2 separate regions of the Zea mays genome follow, and region 2 is linked to region 1. Evidence: chromatin contacts called from public Hi-C data. All regions are on one chromosome and are shown on one strand. Each heading gives the region's core, a stretch centred on a gene start, on an enhancer-like site or on the middle of the called end of the contact. The rest is flanking DNA. Distances are from core to core; before and after follow the strand shown. Region 1 holds the start of LOC100274176 (Mitochondrial substrate carrier family protein). Region 2 holds the start of LOC100383467 (Alkaline/neutral invertase A mitochondrial).

Evidence for each region. Hi-C and Micro-C count contacts between places; a contact is called where the count stands out from the background.
Region 2: a contact with region 1 is called in a Hi-C map of leaf, with 4 times the contacts expected there. The contact joins the promoter of LOC100383467 here to the promoter of LOC100274176 in region 1. A contact is called at or near these places in 4 of 25 Hi-C or Micro-C datasets (bundle sheath, ear, leaf and 1 more).

Annotation. Positions count from the first base shown.
Region 1 is chr8:40,674,199-40,677,497 of Zm-B73-REFERENCE-NAM-5.0, reverse strand. LOC100274176 (Mitochondrial substrate carrier family protein) reads left to right here and starts at 1,650. Exons shown (of 6, transcript NM_001148550.2): 1 at 1,650-1,845. The coding sequence starts at 1,769.
Region 2 is chr8:41,007,807-41,011,051 of Zm-B73-REFERENCE-NAM-5.0, reverse strand. LOC100383467 (Alkaline/neutral invertase A mitochondrial) reads right to left here and starts at 1,334. Exons shown (of 6, transcript NM_001176115.1): 1 at 521-1,334. The coding sequence starts at 1,159.

The sequences.
Region 1 (3,299 bases), core at 401-2,900:
TGGACTTCTATTTATAGAGCAGAAGCTCCAGAGTAGGCCTGCTAGTGTCTAACAGGTGGCGGGCGCTACAGTGCCGACCTTGGACGACGAGTTTTGGTGTTTTCTGTTTGGATTCAGATCTCGGTCACTATAGACAATCTTTTCCTTGATCTATACTCTACATATCTTGTACATAACTTGAGGTGATTCAGACATGGGTTAGAGAGATAAAGACCCACAAAAACTAGTTTGTTGCTGCTATCAAATCAGTGGAAACTGGGTGTCAAAACATATCAAACGGAATCAGATGAATGCCATCTTTTAATATGTTGTTACTCTATCAATTATTTAAAACTTTTATATTTGGGGAAACTCGAGTTGTTCAACAAAAATTTGGGAACGCGAGACGTCAACCCGATCGACACTAATTCCAGACTAAGAAGGATTTGAATCCTGAAATCAGATTTTTATTCTGTCTTGAGGGCACTGTTTGAGATACTTAGAGATTGAATCAAGGCTAGGTGTAATTGTAACATTTATTGTATAACATAGGTTATACAACTTTTATTAAAGGTCAAACCTTATATTCTGATTATAAATTAAAATTTCACTTTGGTCAAAGTAGTATCGTTATAAAGCTTATAATTATATTTTTAAGGCAAATCAGAGTATTTTTCTCGACATTTTCTTGCATGGACCCTTAATAACTTTTGTTGTAGAGTTCATATAGAGTTGTTTGAGCAAGATGACAAGGCTTAGTTGAACTTCAAAATTTGCATTTGTTCAAACGAGCATTTTCAAGCAAGAATAGGATTAATCTATTCATGTGAGTATTTCGTTGAAACTTAGAGAAATCTTCAGAATACACTTGATAGATAGAGATGAATATGATATAGAGATATCAAGTCGGTTTACATAAAAATTAATTATAGGTTAACACAACAAAGATCTGCTGGAGAATGCGAATTCAAATTAAATAGTCGAACATAGATCGAATGTCGAGAAATCGGATTCGGACACAGATCGAATAACAACTGTCAAGAGTTCGAATAAATGAGTCTGAACGGGATTTGCGAAACGAGATTGACTTTTGAATTTGCATTTGCTTTAAGAAACAAAAGTTTTAACAGACTCTAAATCTAGCCTTTTTCGAGATCAATTAACTTGGAATTCGATGAAACATTTACTATTAACTTGGTACCGAGCATCAATATAAAATAGACACCGGGTGTCACACCCTTCCGGCTCGCTGGCTTCTTTGACCCACGCGGCGAAGTCGAAAGCAAGGTCAATGGGCTTATGACACGTGCTCTCCTGCTGCCTCGCTGGTGGAGCTTTCCACGGTTTGTGCCCTCGTCTCGTCCCTACGACTCCGACAACTCCCCGAGAGCAGGAAAGCGAGAAACACCCACCACACGCTCCGCCCGGTTCCACATCAATCCGCGCCCAATTCAGGCCCCGCAGTCCAGTGAGCCGAGGCCGGACGAATGGCAAGTTGGGCAGCGCGCTCCGGGGGACACCGACCCCCGTGCTGGAAATTTCCAACCAAAACCCCAATGCCTCGAGGGCGCACCCAAACAAACTGGCTCCGCCTCCTTCCTCCCCACCCCCGGCCTCCGCCGCTGCCTTCTTTTCCTCGTGCGCATATTCGCTTGCAGCGGCGCCGACACCATTTCATAAACACCGGAAACGCGCGCGAAGTGAGGAGCAGCACCAAACGCCCCTCTGCTTCTCCTCTATTTCTCCCTCTTGCGGAGCCGCCTCTTGTGTGTAGGGGTGTGTCGAGTCTATGGCGGCGGCGGCGGATACCTCGGAGGCGTCTGCGGCCGGGATCGCGCTTGCGGAGGCCAATATCAACTGGGAGAGGTACGCCCCACGTTTCCCTTCTTGTAGTGAGTTACTTAGAACCAAAACGAGGAATCTTTTCATCCTGGCGGGCGGTTTACGTTTGCGGCCTCGCATCTTCTGGTCCGTCTCCGGATCGGCAGCGCGCTTTTAGTTTGGTTGGGCTGTCAGCCCACCGCTTGTTCCCGTGCTCGGCACAGGGCAAGGATGAGGAATGGGCAGCCAGGGAGCGTGGGTTACAGGAAGGTGATTCACGGGCGCATTGCGTCTTTTCCCAATCTTTTGGTGGGCGTGTGGCGCGGCAGAGGCCAGAGGTCCACGAGATCAGTGCCGCAGATGTGGACGGGGAACGGGCTTAGGTCTTCTGGAAGGCTGTAAATTTCCCGTTTGGCAGAGCTCCGCTCCCAGATTCTGTGGAGTGAAGTTTTCTGAGGATCACTCCCACACAGAATTGATTCTTAGAAATGAACAGGGTCTGGGAGCTAAAAAAAACTGCTTCTCCTGATTCACTCCCAACACATAGTCAGACTTTCCCTATAGTTTATCATATGGTTTCATTTGAGAATAATTTTCGGCTACATAATCACTTCTCTCAGTGAATCACTTCTAACATAGAATCAGAATCAATCGGAGCTCTACCAAACAGGGCCTTAATTTTCAAAACTTTACGTGTTAGAGAGGAATCGATTGTATTTCCCAATTCCAGCAGCGGCTGCTATGTTTCAGGCTGGTAGTTAATATACTTCTATCTGCTTCAATCTCGTGGCATTAACATGTACTCATGTTTTTCTCTTATTCATCTTTGTATGGAAATTTGACACTGAGTTGAATTAGAGCACGTCCTCAAATAGGAAGGAATCCAAATTTTTAGCTTTTATATATGACACATTATTATGCTACACATCACTGCAGTTTCAGATTCTCCAACAAGGTGCCTCAAAATAGTGCCCCAAAAATTAAAATACTACATCATTTAAAGTTTTTAGAGCACTAAAAAACAAATTGAGCCCCAAGCCCCCAACAGTTTAGCCCTAAATCATGTATTTTAGGAAACAAATTACATTATCAGGGAAAAAGTTTAAGGATGATGTAGAAAACAAGGATATGACACTAATCTGGGGTGTAGTATATTTGAGTCACTTCATTGTGTGCCCTATAGTTTTTTAATAAAAATTTATAAAATAGGGCACTGTTGGAGTTGTTTTTTATGTGTTTGAGTCCTATATTTCAAGATAGGGCATCCATTTAAGACACTGTTGTACTTCTGAAGTTTTTAACTCAAGCCATAGCTTGGATTTTCTTTATGAGATTTATGCATTCTCTCTGTATTGACGTTATAGTATTTAAATTTTATGCCAAATACTTGTCATTCTCGTTTCTTAACCTTTCTCTTTATCTTTATCCAATGTACCTTTCCTTTTTTTTTCCAATACATCTCTATCTCTCTCTTTCTCATAAGGGGTACTTTGGTCTTT
Region 2 (3,245 bases), core at 85-2,584, 330 kb before region 1:
AATAATAGAGAAGAGAGAATATGACGTAGGAACATCCTCTAAATTCAAAGGATGCTCTAGAGGACGTTGCTGGAGGAGATAGGGGAAATCTCCACTAAATTTAGGGCAGAGGAGCCTTTACATGCTCTTGTTCGAGCCAGCTTAGACCGTGTCTACTTCATGGCACTTTTATACGAGAGCAACATAATTATACGGCAAAACTTAAATCTTATCACTAATTTCCACAAGAAAAGAAATAGCTCATCTCAGACCTAAATAACCACAAACTGGTACGCATTCAGTAAAACGATGACACTTTTCACTTATCCAGAGAAATAAACGACAGAAAATGGTAATAGAAAAAGAAATCCTCAAATAGTGATCCAGACTTCGGTGTCTATTTCCACAACTCACGAAAAAAAAACTCGCGTACACTCCATTAACACTACTAAGCAATTAATATTCAGCTAGCATTCACTTCTTCAGGAATTTCAAATTTTGACCAGAGAACGAGTTACTAAGCAGATCGGGATTAGCTCACCTGAAGCTGCAGGGTGTGGAGGAGGAAGTTGCGGACGATCTCGGTCTCGCCGCGCATGAGGAAGGCGAGCGCGGAGGGCACGAAGTCTCTGATGAAGACCTGGTCGTAGTTGAGCGTCTCCGTGCACTCGGGGTCCTCTGCCGCCACCGTCCCCACGGGCTCGCCGCAGTAGCTAACGACCGCCCTCCGCAGCAGCCTCCACGCTTCCCTCTCCGTCTCCGTCTCCTGCCTCAAGGGCGCGGCCGGCGCGACCGCCTCATCGGTCTGTGCCGCCGCCGCGTCCTCCTCCTTGACAGGCGGGGTCTCAAGCGGGAACGAGTCCGGGAAGAGGACGCGGTCGAAGAAAGGGAGGTTGCCTGAAACGGCGGCGCGGGGGTCGGAGGGGACGGGGACCAGTACATGGGTGTCCGGGCCGGTCTGCGAGGCCTGCGACTGCGACGCCGCGGAGACGAGGAAGGGGAGGCGCCGGCCGTACGGGGGGTGGTGCGGGTGGGGCAATCTGGGAAATAGCGGGGTCGCGGTGCGCGCCGCCGTCTTTGACGCCGCGGCAGCGGAGGCGGACGAGAGGAGGCGGCGGCGGCACGGCCTCACTGCTGCGGCTGCTGCTGCGGCGAGCCCCATCGGGGTTTGACCATTCATATGGCAAGCTCCGGCGAAGGACACGGGCGCGCGTCGGAGATAGCTTCAGGGGGCTACGCGCAAGAAAGCAATACAGGCAAAGGTAACTTGTGTCAAATATTTGGTCGAAGAGGGTTCGATCTGCGAATGCGAAAGTGCAAAGAACGGTTCGGTTTGGGTTTGGTGGGGATACAACGGACAACGCACAGGAGAGCTGGGAGGGGGCAGGCTTTTTATAAAGATCGGGCGGTTGTTTGTGGGGTCCACCCTGGATTTAAAGGAAACGTTTCTGAAGTTTTTTGCCACATGCCCGTTCGCTAAACGTGGAAAAGGTTGAGGTCATTAACTCCAACAAGGAGCTCTAAAGGGTACTATACCCTAAATTTAGAGGACAAGGACGTCGTCTACTCACTCCAGCAACGTCCTCTAAACGGTCCTCTAAATTTAGAGAACGCTGCTGGATCCTCTATATGTAGAGTTTCTCTAAACGGTTCTCTATTTATTTGAATACTTTAAACAACCGGTTTAATAAAACTAAAATATGTACAATATATTTGAGAGTATGACAAATGCGTATGTAAAAAAATTAAAAAATTAAAAATGTTTTTAATATAGATATTTACATATAGAGGACGTGATTTAGAGGACGTTGTTGGAGAGAAAGTAGATATAGGAGATGAAATCTTTTATAGAAGACTGTAAAGGACGGTTATAGATGATGTATATAGAGAACGTTGCTAGAGAGGGTCTTATCTTTGGGTTTTAGGGATGGGTGAAATTGCGTGTGAATCGTGTTCGTGTAATGTGTTTTTCTGATGTTTAGAAATTCAAACTCTAATTTTAGATTTTCATTGTGTATAATATAAAATTTACAAATGTGATTAATCCCTCTCTATCTCATAATTATATCAGGTAGACAGACCATGAAGATAGTTAAATACACTATCAATACATATTCTATATTTTTTGGTACGTGATGTTTTAAATGGTGCTCTCTACGGGAGCACGGACGATCCGTGGTCTAGGACCGGAAGGTCTACGAGCTCGCTGCAAGAGCGGTTCCACTCTGCGTCACTCCGAACGGTCCGAGCATAGGGCACAGACGGTCTACCATAGCGTAGAGTTTTCTTCCTCCACAGAAGCCCTAGAACTCGCCTCCCGGGAATGACCCCGTCGGGAAAGAAGTTCCAAAACGTACCCAGGGCGTGTCCCTAGACGGCGTAGAGTCAAAGAGGGATGAAGAATATGGTTGGAGGAAAGCTAAACTTGGTCTAAATTACTTCTACTCCTAATACAATGAAGAACAAAGTAAATAAGGTAGATTGTGTTGAAAGATGCGATTGGGATCCCTTCAATCGGATGTACCCCTTTCTAGGGGCTTCCCAACATGTTCTCGCATGATTAGCGGATAAGCACACGTGGGAAAGGGACTTTCCCCCGAGAGCTAATCTAATCACGGACCGTCTAGCCATGCTTAGGTGCCAAATATGGTGCTCAACACATGCCCTTGCCTTTTCGGTAAGCTGAAGCAAACCAAAAGCACCTAGTACAAGATGTAAACAACTCGATGTGAATCCATTAGTTCTCTAAGCATCTTGCTATACACTAGGATGATAATCGCTTTAAGAAGCAGCCATTCAACGCATTGGGTAACTCATCACCTCGCAATGTGTGCAACATATATACATTACCAGATATCACTTGTGTAACTCTATAAGGCCCTTTTCAGCTTGGCGATCATTTTCCAAACTTGTGGTCCCTTCACCTTAATGGCAAGTGTGGGGGATAAATACCCCTAGGTGGCCATGACCCGGTTACGATCCGTGGGCCATCATAAAGGCCTCGATTGGTCGTGCGCCTAAGCTTTACAATCCAGTTAGCCGAGCACGACCAGAAGTAGACGAGGAAGGCGATTGCATGGGCACGAAGGCGCATGAAACGAATCACGCGCATGTAGAGGGTGCGACGTGCTTCCTAAAGACTCGTTGAGTCCTGGATAAGTAGGAGCTAGTTTTGTAGATAGAGACATATTGGTAACGATCGTGGTGTGGGGTGTGTAACTCTTGGATTCTGTTGGTATAAGGCAGAAGGAGCACCCCTACGAAAA